2 separate regions of the Ovis aries genome follow, and region 2 is linked to region 1. A link is a contact called in public Hi-C data. All regions are on one chromosome and are shown on one strand. Each heading gives the region's core, a stretch centred on a gene start, on an enhancer-like site or on the middle of the called end of the contact. The rest is flanking DNA. Distances are from core to core; before and after follow the strand shown.

Region 1 (2,749 bases), core at 119-2,618:
TTAAAGCTGGTCATTAGACACACCTTTCCTTTCAAAGTATGGCTAATTCAAGTAGCAGTCCTTCTTCAGCTTTTAAAGTAACTGTGAGACCTTCAGAGTTCCATGGGCTGTTAATCTGAGAGGCCAGAAGACTGAAAATTCTCTAGGTTACCTTTTTCTTTGGAAGACTTGATAGACCAGACAATCCTAAAATCTTCTCCCTCCTCTTGTAATATATCCATCAGTTTTTGCATCTTAATCTACATTCTATTTGAAATTTGACGATGAACCTGAATCTGACCCCTCTTTCAAAATTTCCTGAGCCTTTAACCAAATCCAGCTAAATGTATGGTACGCTAGCAAATTCTATGGTTACCAAGTTCCTGGCTCACTCAGCACATTCAAGTGTATGGGTATAAGCTTGACTGGGAACCGTCTATTTAAAGGTCAGATCTCTCTGGATAAGACACAGACAGAAAGGTGATTACCATTCCCAATGGAAATACTTCAAAGGTATGAATACATAACCAACTCATTAAGGCTGTGTTAGCACCTCATTTGCACTCAACTCAGGATTTTTTGGCTATCTCATGAAATAAGGGATTCTGATGACTATCCCCAGGAGTGTAAAATAACTTTCCTTTCCTATTTAATGGAGAAAGCTACACAATTAGACTTGTAAGAAAAAGCACCCTTTCATTTTCCAAGTCACATGGTTAGTGTATGATTGCCATTCTTGTACTCCTCAGATTCTTCATGAGAAGGGGATGTATTTTAAAGGGTTTGAACCAGGAGACCTGAAAAATTTGATTCCGCTTAGTGCAAAAAGAAAATCAGCTGTTAAATATTCGTCTTCCCAGGAGGCTAGAAAGCCTTAAGCACTTACCAGAATTTCTTTCCCTACAGTCAGGACTGACGTATAGGTTTCCAGATACACTCGACTGCAGCGTCTGACAACTTCCAGGCCCTTGACTGTGATGTCCTTAGCATCTCCCAGGCCCAAACCAATCATGTAAAGCATCTCAAATAACAGGGGGAGGGTGACTGCAGGAAGAAATGAATATGAAAATCAAGTGTCAGCTACACCAAGGATACCTAAAATCTAGTAATGAAAACGAAAACCAAAACAACACGGGGAAGGACGGCATGTCAGCGGGAGATTTAAGAACTTCCCACCTTTTAAATAAGTACTGGAGTGTTTTTAAATAGCCTTACCCGCTTTCTCTCTTATTACACAACGCTAGGAGCAGACAGTTACCCGCTGAGAAGACGACAGGTGAATTCCTGTCCTCCCCAAATTTCTGTCTGCCTCCGTTCCCCAGAAGTAGTTGCCAAAGCAGAGGATTTACCCAAAGAAAGGATCCACGCCGCCGGCCTCACCTACGATGCCGCAAAGCGCCTCCGCTTTACGGCATTTCACGACTAGCTGTTAAGCGGTGGTTTCTGCAGGCTCCGGGCTGGGGCACCCCACATCCCACCGACACTAAGGTTGACCCGCAGGGTGCTGGGGCTGAGAGGCGAAAGTTCACCCAGTCAGGGGAGTCCGACCAGTTCCCCGGCATGGCCTTTGGGAAGGGACGAGGCCTGCCCACGATCCCCTAATTTTATAAACATCCCATCCTGGAACCAGGTAAGTGCAAGAGCTTTTCGCCAGCGAGGAAAACCAGCCGCGAGGTTGGACCAAGGAGCTCCACGCCTTCCTTCTCTCCTCCAGAAACACCAGAGGGTGGCGGGTGGAAGGGGTTTCCCTAGTCTGCCCCGAGATAGCCCTAATGCACACATTCCCATCCTCGCCTTTTCTTTCGGCTGTAATTTAACCAGCTGCTTTCCTGTCGAGCTGTCATTTTGGCAAAATTGGTGATGAATGTTGGTTCTAATTTCCCAGCGGGGCCGTGATTCCTCGGGTTTGTCCTCGAAACCTTATTCTGGAGTGCCCCAAGGGGTGTGTGACTGGAATCTGCCTCAGTCATCGTCAGTTCGGGAAGCCCAGAACCCTCCTATGCCTCAAGAAGTGACCTTTAAGAATGCTCACGGATTTCAGATCTCGCCACAACGCTTCCACAGGGGGAATTCTTAAAGTGGTTGGTTAAATGTAGTCCCAATGCCGAGATGACTGAATATGGTCTTCCTAAGGTCACTAATGACCTCATCCAAGTTAAAAAGGCAGTTTCCATTGCACATCTCAGCAGGCAATGTTGATTATTCAGAATTTGCATTGTGTTTCTCTGACAACGCTTTTTTGCTCTATTCTGCTTCCTTTAGCCTTGGCTATCTTTTCTCTCTGAATTTCATCCAGGCTGTGGCCTTCTCATTCTGTACACTTAATGTTTGGTTCTATCCACTGTCACTGTTAGATTCATTCCTCATACAATAAACAAAAGTAAATTCACTCATAGATGTAAGTGGAAAACTTCAAATTTCCGAGGGAAAACTGGAGAAAAAGATTTGTGACTTACTTAGGCAAAGATTTCTTAGGTGAAAAAACAGAAGTATGATAGAGAAAAGAAAAAAATAAATTGTACTTCAGCAAAATAAAAACGATGGTCTTCAGAAAACATTAAAGTCACACATTGGGAGGAAATATTTGCAAAGCATATATCCAATAAAGGACTTATATTGAGAATATACAAAGAACTCTCAAAACACAATAGTAAGAAAGTAGTTTTAAAAATGAGAAAAAATTAAATATGGACACATCCCCAAAGAAGTTACGTGAGTAGCAAATACACATTTGAAAAGATGCCAAACATCATTAGACATTAGGGAAATT
Region 2 (2,749 bases), core at 86-2,585, 220 kb after region 1:
TATGTCTTACGAATTTACTGTTGTTGAATTTGAGGGTGTGTGCTGGGCTCAAGGCTGTTGATGAGAGCTTTTGGGGAAACTGTATTCTAACTGTCATTTGATTTTTTTTTTTTTTTTTCCTTTGCAAAGTCATAAGATCCCAGAAGCCAGGAGTTGTTGTTTATTCATTCAGCCTCCTTCTGAGTCATTCAGGTACAGGGTGTGCCTGTACTGTGTTAATTGAAACTTCACAACGGAGAAGTTTTGCGTTGACATCTGCCTGGATGGGAAGCCAGTGAGACCAGAGATCGGGTGGAAACCGTCTTGCAAAGCCTCAAGCAGAAGGGCAGGGCAGAAGGGCCCTCAGTTTACCACTTAGGCGGAGCTGACCAAGGCCGACTCTCAGTCTCACATTCTGAAGCAGCATGCAAGCGAAAGGAAACAGTGGGCGAGTTGTGAGCACTGAGGCTGGGCCTCCGAAGTAGAAAGACGTAGAAAGACAGACAAGGGCTCCGGCCCCAGGCTGCCGGTCCTAGGCTGGTCCGTGCCGGGCAGCCCTTTCTCTTTGGAAACTCCTGAGCTGCCCAAGCTATTTAAACTCGCGGGCCCCGGCAGCTGCCCACCTCCTCACAGACCTCACCACTGGCTAGAATCTGGGACACAAGGCCTGATTTTGCGCCCAGTTGAGTGAGGGGAACCCCCGCACAACACCTCGCCCCCAGCTGGCCCATTTCACTGTGCGCCCCGCGAAAGCCACTTTCTGCCCCCTCAGACCGCAAGTTTCGAGGCAGCAGAAGGATGAGGGTGAGGGAGGGAGGTGAGCTGAAGCGGTGGAACCTCCCAGGCCATTCTTCTACCCGGGCAGCATTTCTCCTCCATCCTTCTGGCAGCCCCTTCCCAGCACCCCGTCCCCAGGAACACGACCGGGACTCGCGGGGTCGCGGAGCTGGTTTCCCCCTGCCTCCGCAGAAGCGCCTGGGGTCGTGGTGGGGTGGCGGCCCGGAGCGCCCGGCCACAATCTTCGGACTCCGATCCCCCACGGGCTGCGGGGTTAAGGGGACCAGAAAGGCGCACTAGATTGCCCAGGCCGTCCTCTGTCTCCCAAGACTCTTCTTGAGAAAAGTTTCCAAAAGCGCTTCCCCTCCTTTCTTTTCTAAGGCTGGGGAGAGCTGTCTCCACCGCCAGGGAGCGGCGGATAGCAGGGCGAGGACCGTGATTTATACATTGAGTCCAGGGGGCACCAGGCTCCGCCCCCTTTCTTTCTTTCTTTTTTTTTTCCCCCTTCTTTTTTTGGTTCCCTTGGGGAGGAGGGGCTCTTTTTTGTCTGTGTGTTTCTGCTGCAGATCTTTCCTGGACAGTGAGTCTCAGCTGCACAGATCCGGCGGCCCCCAGGCGCGAGCGGAGGGGCACGGGGGTTTGAGGCACTCACTCCTCCTCATCCCTTCCTAGAGAAGCCGCTCAGCCTCAGCGGGGCGCTCGGCGACTTCAGCTGACCGGTCTGCCCGGCCACGGCAAGAGCGTTGGCCATTGGAGTGTGCGGCTGCGGAGGGAGGGGACCCCGACTCGAGTAAATTGAGAGCTCGACGCCGTCAGTCCCGGGCAGCAGCAAGATGCCGAGCGCTCAGTGCAGACCCGGAGCTCCGCGAACGCAGCTGCGTCCCGCCTGAGCCAGGTAGGGAGTGAGCGCTGGGCAGGCGCGGACCCGGGCGAGCAGGGGAGCATCGCGACCGGAGGTCTTCCGAGGCAGAAACAAAATTTTCAAACCGGAGAGAAGCAAAGCAACACTTTTAAACCATCCATCTCTGGGTGCTGAGAACAAGCATCTCTGGGCTACTCAGGCGCCCAACCGGATCGGATTGTTCTGGGCTCACTAAAAAGTTTGGAAAAGGGTTAAGTCCTCTTTGTAGAACCCTCTGGGGTTGGGGGATAGAGGAAGTTGCGGTGGGTCTGCGGAGTGGGAGGGAAGGCGCTTATTTTGGAAAATCCTATAGACAAAGACTGCGGGAGATGAGGTAAGGGCTTAAACTTGCCCTGCGAGCGAGCGAGTGTGGAATTAGGTGGGGGGAAACGCGGAGCTACTGGGCGCCGAGCAGCCTCTGCTGTCCCGGGAATTGCTGTAGTCTGGAGAATTCCACTTTTATCGCATTTGCTACCCTGAGTGTTACCCTGAAACATTTAAACAACTTACGGGTAGACTTCTGCCCACACGTGCCGTGTTTCATCCCCTCCACACTTCGTAGTTCTCTGAGACGAGGCAACGTATTGAGGGAGGGCAGTAAATAAAACTGGCTTAGCAAGGAACCTCCAGACTTCTGTTTGTATGAGTTTCTGGAGAGTAATTTTGCATTCGAAATTTGAAATGCAGTGGCGTGTATTTTTAGCGTTTGTAATTTAATTTCTCTTTTTTGTATGCGTGTTTGGGCTATATCCACAGTAACTAAAAAATACTTTTGCAATCAATGGGTGTACGAAACTTCTGGGATTTATTGCAATAGCTTATGAATGATTTTTACTGAGTACTTTTATAGTTTCTTGCACTGACTTGCGCGGAAAAAAAAAAAAAAAAGAAGAAGAAGAAGAATGAAAAGGCAGTTGCTTCACGGAGGCGCTAAAGCTTTCCTGTTTACCGCAAGGCCAGGGCGGGCTTGGCTGCCCACACTGTGCTGCGCCTTCGGACCCTAAGCACACCTGCTCCTAGAGATTATTAATAGAGCCTAAAAAGTGACTTACGCTGTCAAATGATTTTCGCGCAAATCTAACTTCTTGCATG

Evidence for each region. Hi-C and Micro-C count contacts between places; a contact is called where the count stands out from the background.
Region 2: a contact with region 1 is called in a Hi-C map of tail adipose tissue, with 2.2 times the contacts expected there. The contact joins the promoter of S1PR1 here to the promoter of DPH5 in region 1. A contact is called at or near these places in 3 of 16 Hi-C or Micro-C datasets (blood, muscle and tail adipose tissue).

Annotation. Positions count from the first base shown.
Region 1 is chr1:78,370,728-78,373,476 of ARS-UI_Ramb_v3.0, forward strand. DPH5 (diphthamide biosynthesis 5) reads right to left here and starts at 1,369. Exons shown (of 8, transcript XM_027972413.3): 1 at 1,329-1,369; 2 at 866-1,023. The coding sequence starts at 1,000. LOC105615111 (a long non-coding RNA gene) reads left to right here and starts at 1,390. Exons shown (of 9, transcript XR_009597001.1): 1 at 1,390-1,609.
Region 2 is chr1:78,585,843-78,588,591 of ARS-UI_Ramb_v3.0, forward strand. S1PR1 (sphingosine-1-phosphate receptor 1) reads left to right here and starts at 1,336. Exons shown (of 2, transcript XM_004002241.6): 1 at 1,336-1,651.